Linked DNA regions of Zea mays: region 1 is linked to region 2. Evidence: chromatin contacts called from public Hi-C data. All regions are on one chromosome and are shown on one strand. The core of a region is the stretch at or near the end of the contact, and the rest is flanking DNA. Distances in the headings are between cores, read along the strand shown.

What was found. Hi-C and Micro-C count contacts between places; a contact is called where the count stands out from the background.
Region 1: a contact with region 2 is called in a Hi-C map of bundle sheath, with 2.6 times the contacts expected there. The contact joins the enhancer-like site here to the promoter of LOC542342 in region 2. A contact is called at or near these places in 3 of 25 Hi-C or Micro-C datasets (bundle sheath, leaf mesophyll and tassel).

The regions. Positions count from the first base shown.
Region 1 is chr2:60,430,649-60,434,944 of Zm-B73-REFERENCE-NAM-5.0, forward strand. No RefSeq gene overlaps it. Among protein-coding and RNA genes, the nearest start is that of LOC109943999, 49 kb to the right of the region's middle. Within about 2 kb of position 3,028, at least 16 of the 20 cell types and tissues checked have an H3K27ac peak or open chromatin away from gene starts, as enhancers often do. A contact at or near this core is called in bundle sheath, leaf mesophyll and tassel, where this site is marked.
Region 2 is chr2:60,601,340-60,605,380 of Zm-B73-REFERENCE-NAM-5.0, forward strand. LOC542342 (starch branching enzyme 3) reads left to right here and starts at 2,716. Exons shown (of 22, transcript XM_008671244.2): 1 at 2,716-3,312; 2 at 3,707-3,822. The coding sequence starts at 2,751.

The DNA of each region.
Region 1 (4,296 bases), core at 1,778-4,277, 170 kb before region 2:
GCACGAACGGTGGGCGCCAAATGTTGGAACTTGCTCTACCGAGCAAGATGATCCAACGGGGGAGTGAAAGTAATAAAAACAAGGTTTTAGCTCAGGAAGGCAATTGCTCTGTTAATCTAGCCTCTTAAGGGCACTGTGCGGGGGTATTTATAGGTGCCTGAGTACCCAGCGTCTTGGATTAAGGACGCATGTGCCCTCAGGAGCCTAGGTCATCCCCGGAATATTCCCATAAAGCAAGGTTACAGACTGTCATTATAGAAAAGCCTTTGCAAATCAGGCCCGTAATACACTCAGCCGCGCGGGGCCTGTTACAATGGGCCGAATTCCACGTGGGCCTTCGTGTTGGACGAGGACGCGAGACGGAGCGACCTCGTCGTAGGCCTTCGTCTTGCAGCGTGTTGGACGAAGGGTGGAAACTGCCGGTCGCTTCCCTCCGTTGGTGCGGCGAGATCGGCGAAGGCATCGAGCGAAGGGTAGCGTCTTCACCTTCGCCCCAACACTCCTCGGCCTCGGGATTTTTTGCTATAATTCATCGGACACTCTCGGACCAATCATCAAACAATTTGGTGATATTTGGCAACGATTACTTCAAACTTCGGCTAGGATCCAACGGTCGAATTGGCTCACCAAACGGATATGAGCATGAGCATAGGGTCTATTTAAACTTGTGTCATTGGGCCATTTCTAGTTATTTTGGTGATTAATTGTGCATCACACTACATTGGACTAACCACTTGGATATGAGCATGAGCACAGGGTCTAGCAAAAGGAAGTTAAAGGCAACAATTCCATATGAGCTGAACTGAAGGGCCAAAAGTGCAACTTTGAGGAAACCAACATAAACATGAGGTTTAAGTGTTTGGATAACTTGCACACACCCTACTCTATGTTTCTAGCACTTTGTTTTGGCTAATAACTCCATTTTGCAAAGAAAGTGCTTTTTGGACTTAGTTCCATGCATATTGCAAATCCTGGTGAAACTAAGGAGAAAATGTATGTTTCCTACACTTAGCAATTAGATTAAGTGCTATCTATGGTTGTCTAAGTCGTAGAGAAGCTACCAAGAAGAGCCAAAAGAAGTTAGAGAAGTTTGTCTCAAAAGAGCCAAAGATGTGCTGATTTGGGCAGCACCGGGCAGTCCGGTGTGCACGGGACAGCCCGGTGGACAGTACGACCAAACTCCTCGGCCTCGGGATTTTTTGCTATAAGTCATGGGACGGTCTCGGTCCAATCATCAGACAATTTGGTGATATTTGGCAACGATTACTTCAAACTTCGACTAGGATCCAACAATCGAATTGACTCACCGAACGGTCTGTTGCCAGCATCGGACAGTCTGGTGCCCCGCCTGAATAGAAAAGGAGCAATAAGCGGATTCAGTGATCGTTCTTGTGCGTTGTCCTGTGCTGAAAGTGCATCTAGCCCTTTTATCGGTTTTCGTGATTTGGATAAAAACAATCGTAAAGGACTAATCAGTTTGCTAAGTGTTGATGAGGAAAGTAGAAAAAGCAATCATGGTTGAAAATGGTCAAGAGACAAGGATTGATATGAAAATGTCTCATATACATGGATTGTTCATGATATAAAAGTATAAAGGATCAACATCAAACAATGATAAGGAAATCATATAAGGCCATTTGGATATATGGAGATGGGATATTCCATGAAGATCAAAAGTCAAAAGATCATCTATCAGATAATTAGACATCAAAGGATTCAATATACACTCAAGAGGTATGGCTTAAGGAAAGCTTGATCAAGTGGAGAAGCAAGTTCTTGCATTTAGTCAAGTGTAACACCCAAAATCACATTTTGGTGACTTAGAGAGTTCTCCAAAGATTTGAGAATAAAATGACTTCCAATAATGATTCCTTTATGAGGCATATCTCTCTAAAGTAATTAAATAATAATAGTAATATGTTGATATTCAAAAACTTAGATCCAAATCTTAAAGATTAAAAGTTGGAGAAATAAATAAAAAGAAACACTTTCAATCTATTTATTTCTTTTACAAATTTATGATTAAGATAATCTTTAAAAATATTTGAACCAAAACAATTCATCGTAAAGATTTTATACTCTCCTAAACTATATAAACATTAAAACTTGAATGAATCCTAAATCAGATTTTGCATTCAAAATAATGGAATTCTTTATGATAAATAATGTTGCAAGCAAATTACCTAAAATGATGGGAATGAAATAATTAATATAAAAATATATCTCTAAAAATATCGCATCTCATGCTAATTTCTTTGTTTGTTGTATTTAAACTTGTGTTTGAATTCAAAACCAAAGTCGAATTTGAACTTGAACTAAAATTAGAAAGCTAGAAACAGAAAAAAGGAAATAGAAAGAAACTTACCCTGCACTCGCGGGCCACTCTTACCTGTCTAGCCCAGTATCAGCATGGCTTCCTCGTTTCCTCTCACGGCCCACCTCTTCGTCTACCAGCCCAACCAGCACACACTGACGGCTAGGACTCCTCTATCAGTCCTCGCGTCCGCACGTCGTGCACACACTCGCCCTAGGCTCACCAACATGCGAGGACCACGATTCAGTCCCGTGTGTCGCGTGGGCCCCGCAGGTCGGGTTTACCCCCTAGCTCACGCCAAAAATGCCAACAGAATAGCAACAACACCATCCCCCTAAAAACCCCCGTGTCAGCCATCGCAATCCGGTATTGCCTCCATGGTATAAGGCTATCCGCAACCGTTACACTTAAATTTTTTCCTATATATCACTGTTCCCTCTATTTTTCCTCCTAATTTTTCATCTCTCGCAGCGGTTCCTCCTAAATACTCCCCTATACCCCACTACAACTATAAAATATCATTTTCTATATCAACTATCAAATTTTTTATCTACTAACAATTACTCGTGGACCCACAACACATTATTTAGGGTGATGAACAGTAATACGCTAGATCTGGGGGGAGAGAAGGGGGGCGACGCGTAGGGTGCGCTGTAGGGGCACCGCTGCGGCCGTGGGGTGCCCCCTACAACCGGCATAAAGGGGAGAGGGATGGCTAGCGTTTACCGCTGCGCACAACCTAAGAATCAAGGTCTGCAATGCCCTCGCCATCCACCCATAGGCCCCCACATCGAGTAGAAAAGGGTGCAAAGCCAGGGGAGAGATCCGCAATGAGGGAAAATCGGGTTGCTGTGGGCGGTTGGGCATCTGAGGGTCCCAGTGTGCTTCGTCGGTGGACAACGATCACGTCTGTAGTCTCATCAGGCGGCAACAGCGATCTGTGGGGCACCGATTTCTCACCGGAGGGCGGGCTTCGTCGCCTTGCTGCTGTGTCGCATGGGTGGAGTTAGAGATGTCAATTGGAAATTTCTCACCGGATTATAGCATCACAGATGCATTCCCATCATGCTTATACTTTCTCATACCCATCTCCATACCCATCATGGGTGCAAAACTCATCCCATCCTCATTCGGATTTCGGGTCCCCAATGGGTCCCCATCCCCAATTAAGGGATAACTAGGTACTAACAGCTGGCGCAAACTATCCAGATTTTAGACATCACCACATCGATGAGCACTCATCCATGAACCATGATTCATTCATCCATCATAAAAGAAATCAGTACTTCGGGACCGATAAAAGAAATGGAGAAATGACGTCTGCTCACCTTCCTTGGTCACCATCTAAGTTGGTTGGCGCCTAAGAATCCATGGTCGTCACTGTCGTCCTAGTCTCCTAGCAGTCGGCGATGCTCCTCGTCGCTGGTGAAGTCGCTAGTGTGCAGTGCTAGTGCAACTGTCTAGGCGTGCGACGGTTGGCCGGCTAGACAGGCGTAGCATATGGCTGGTTATTTTAGGCTTTTGTTTTTTGCTAATCTGCTAGTTGCCTTGTCGTGTTGCCTTGTTGGACTAGGACATGGGGCCTGGTGCGCTGTCATGCTGGGCTTGGTGGCCGGCTCGACCTTAACTCATTCATACAAATAGAACAGTTGTACACGTATGAAATACCCATGGGTAATCGGGTTCGGATTATTGATTTCCAAACTCATACCCGTTTACCCAATGGGTAAAGATTTTGTCCCATATCCATACCCGTGGGGACAATTTTTGTCTCTTACCCGTACCCTAATAGGGAAATTTCCCACGAGTTAGCAGGTATCGGGTCCTCATTGACATCTCTAGGTGGAGTCCACTGCAGTCCAATCGCTTGTAATTCGGCCACCAGCATGTTCTCTCCGTTTTCACGGTACCGCGCGCAGGCTAGTGCATCGGGTCGGGATTGGGCGAGTCAACGACGATCTTACGCCGTGGGGTGGGCGACA
Region 2 (4,041 bases), core at 1,466-3,965:
GGATGGCGTGGACCGGCGTTTGGCAAGCGCGCTGCGAGGGGCGGTGGGGAAGGGCATGGACGATGCGGCATGTGCACTGCTGGATCCTGGGCGTGGATGGCGTGTGGCACGCGCTGCTGGATCTCGGGCGAGGGGCGAGGACTGCCGGCGGAAATGATGTCGCGCTGCCGGATTCGGTGGGAAAGGGCGTGGACGGCGTGCGTAGGAGGGTGGGGCGAAGGAGAGGGAGGCGTCAGTCGCGGAGAGGATGGAAGGGGGCGCGGCTGGGGCGGAGGCGTCTTGGGGCGGATCTGACGATGGCGGCGCCGATGGCGTGGGGAGGAGGGTGGGGCGGAGGAGAGGGAGGCGTGCGTCGCGGAGAGGATCTCGGGCGTGCATCGCGGAGAGGATATCGGAGGAGACGATAGCAGAACCGTGCACTATATAGGATGTGGACGCCTACACTACCATCTTAAGGGGTAGTATAGATAATATAATTATCTATTGTTAATGCCTATTTCTCCATGTATTTGAGGGATGAACGGTGGAAGAGAGAGAAAGGGGTTGGTGGCATAGGGTGGAGGGAGAGAGAAAGGTGTAAATGACTAAATGAGGTTGATGACTAATTTTTAGCACAATTTAGTATTGGGAAGCTAAAGTGCTAAAGGGTACTAAACTTTATCATAACACTTTTAATCACTCTTAGAGCAACTCCAAGTGAGAACGGAAATCAACCCAAAAACTAAAATTAGGGGCTGATTCATTTTTTTATTGCGACAACCGATCCCTCTTCTTTCACTGAAAAACTTTGCATCTCGTATCGAGCTCCCTCCCCCCGCATATATTAGCGTCAGACATTGTTTCCCAATAACCTGGCGGCGTACAGGCACAACACAAGGATCATGCCTTGATTGTGTGCAGCAAGGCCGATCCAATAAAGACAGTCAAGCAACCTGGAAGCCCAGGGAGCAATCAGATAGGTTTTTTGGTTCAGTTCCCAATTTTTTTTAGACTGTCACGGGGGGAGAGGATCCCCACCTGATTTTCATTCAGGTCTTTTTGCCCAAAGCGACTAGAGTTTACAGCAAGCTAGCAGCATTGTAGCTAGCATAGTTACAGGGGGAGGGCGAAGCAATGATGAGATTACATAATAGGATTAGAAAACACCAACAACCAAGCACCTAATACTTGTGCCTCTTTCCTGTTGTGCCTGTACGCCCAAGCTTTTGCTTCAGAAGCGCATGAATGCAAAGTGGCCGCAAGAGTGGCCTGATCCTGACGGAAGACGACACCATTTCTGCGTTTCCACAATTGCCAGCAGCAGAGGAGGACAAAGGAGTTGAATTCTGCACCCGGAAGGCGATCAGGGCGACTGATGTTTGGCAGGTCCTGGGTGCCCAGATCATCAGCGACAGAGAATCCGATGGAGCTCCAAAATTGGCGTGCAAACGGGCAGTGGAAGATGATGTGCGAAGGAGTTTCACTGTCTTGGTTACATATTTCACAACAGTCATCATCCACAATCCCTTTTTTCTTCAGGTTCCATTTGCACTGAATTTTTCCTTGCATAACCAGCCAACAGAAGAATTGTGCCCGCGGGGGGCTTTGTTACCCCAGATGAAAGTGGTGCTAACATCACCATGCCCCAAGGACCCTTTAAGGGGAATTGTTGTACACAACAGGTTTCGCTCAAAAACTTTTTAGCCTCACTCCAATAATCAGTTTTTGGCATAAGTTTTTTAACATCCTCTTGAAGTTGCTCTTAGTAGCTAAACTTTAGCAAAAGTAAAATGTTAAACTTTAACCAGGGAAAACAAACGGGTTTAGGTTGGTGAACCAGACCTGTGTTTTCTCATGTTTAGTCACTGGTTGTGAAGTGTAAATTGTGTTTATGATAGCATGCTCCCTCTCTTGATACTATTCGACAGATTTGGAGGTGACGGGCATGTGCACGGTGCAGGCTCGCTTGCCATTTGGTGGCGTAAAAATTTCTGGCGGTAGAGTAAAGCTCGGCCGAATTGACGGTCAGGAGGAGAGCGCGACTGCTCGTAGGCCATCGTGTACCCCCGGCCGGCCCTTTTCGTCCGTTTGTTTCCTATACTGTGCGGCGATCTGGCGGGCTACCAAAGCAATCGCCGATCGAACATCCCCAGTCAACACCTGTCGACGAGCTATAGAAAAAATCTCCCTCGTATCTAGGATCAACGAGTGATTAATTAATGTATTAAACTATGCATGGGTTGCACGGCTGCACGTTTTCTGGTGTTGAATGGTAGTAGTGGCTAATTTAAATTCGTGCATTGGGCAAGACGACAGTTGACAGTGGTGAGTGAGATCTCGTTGCTATAGAGGTGATATTGTTTACAGGAAGAGGTTTTGATTTTATGAAATCGAATGTAAAATGCTGGGAATATTCGTATTGCCGAGGTTATATGCTTTCAATCCCACACAAGGGACGAGTTTATGAGAATACGCTCCATCAGTCTCTTTAAGATCTTTTTACCTGTCCTGCGGACAAGAACAGCCAAGCATTCGGCTCGACAGCGGACGCCAGGGCAGGGACGCACGGTCCACGGAGCACGAGCAAGCGCCGCCACCACGCACCAGAGACACATGAATGGGAGCGAGTAGCCGCGTGACTCCTCTCCCTTTCTTCTTCTTCTCAGAAAAAAACGGAGAGGCAGTAGCTTACGGGACTTCTACTGCTACGGGACACACTACTGTGGTAGGCGGTAGGCGACAGCGGCAGACCGCGAGGGCGCCTGCCACGGATGGCCAGGAACGCGCTCTCAGCCGTTGGTTCGCGATCTGCTGCTGCCCCACCCCAACGCCACGTCTCCGTCCGCTGCCACCTCCGGCCGTCCGGCGCGGGCGCACGGGGAAGACGACGCCCACGCTTTTCCACGGGGCCCCCACCCTGGCGCCTTTTTCCCTTTCACATCCCCATGCAGATGCAGCGCCAGTGCCTCCTTCCACCACCGCCGCACACGTTGCTCCCCCATTCCTTCCCTCCCCACTCCCCAGCCCAGCCCTGCTCACTCCCGCGGGCTAATAATATCTCACGCCGCTCGTCCTCCTCGGCCTCAGCTGCCGCCACTCCCCACACTCGCTTCCCGTGGGCTGCGCGGGTGAAGGAGCGCGCGCGTGCGTACGTACGTGCGGGTGGTTGGACTCGGATCTGCTGCTGGGTGGGGCGCGGGATGGCGTCGTTCGCTGTGTCCGGCGCGAGGCTCGGGGTCGTGCGGCCCGGCGGCTCGGCGCGATCTGGTGGGGAGCGGAGGAGTGCGGTGGACTTGCCGTCGGTGCTCTTCAGGAGGAAGGACGCTTTCTCTCGTACGGCTCTCTCGCTCGCTCGCTTCCCCCTCCCCCTCTATTCTTAGTCGGCTGGTCGCCGGCTCTCCTCGCTTTTCTCCCTCTGCGCTTGTGTGCCGTTTGTGCTGGCCTGGATCCTGAGTGGTTCTGGTTCTCATACGCGCACGCATATTTTTTTTCTTATTCCTATGTCTGCATTTCGACCAGTGGAAGCCATCGAGCGCGGTTCCTAAACTCGGATCCTGCATTTTGTTGCGGCGATATGCGTTAGTGTTACCAGTTGCTGCAGCGATACTTCCAATTTCTGTGCCGATGGGTTTCCTCGTTTTCTTCTTATTTTGTTTCCTCGTCGTCGCAGCCTGCAAATTGGTGGTTTCTTGGTTCTTATCAGTGGAGCTCGCTTTGGAATTTGCAGGCACCGTTCTGAGCTGCGCTGGTGCTCCTGGAAAGGTACTGGTGCCTGGAGGTGGCAGTGATGACTTGCTTTCCTCCGCAGAGCCGGTCGTGGACACTCAACCTGAAGAACTACAGGTTCGATTGTCCCCTTCTGTGCCTCCATGGTACAAATGTCCAAATGTCTGATGAAATCAAGTTTGGGTTTCAGCCTTTGCACTTTCATATCAGGCATTGTGCAAAGCCTCGTGAATTGTTGGTTAGGGCACCGTGCTGGTTCTTGGGCTACTGACATTGTTAGCTTGTGATCCCACCTACACCTAGCAAGAAGATCACTAAGGAATACACCATTGGTTA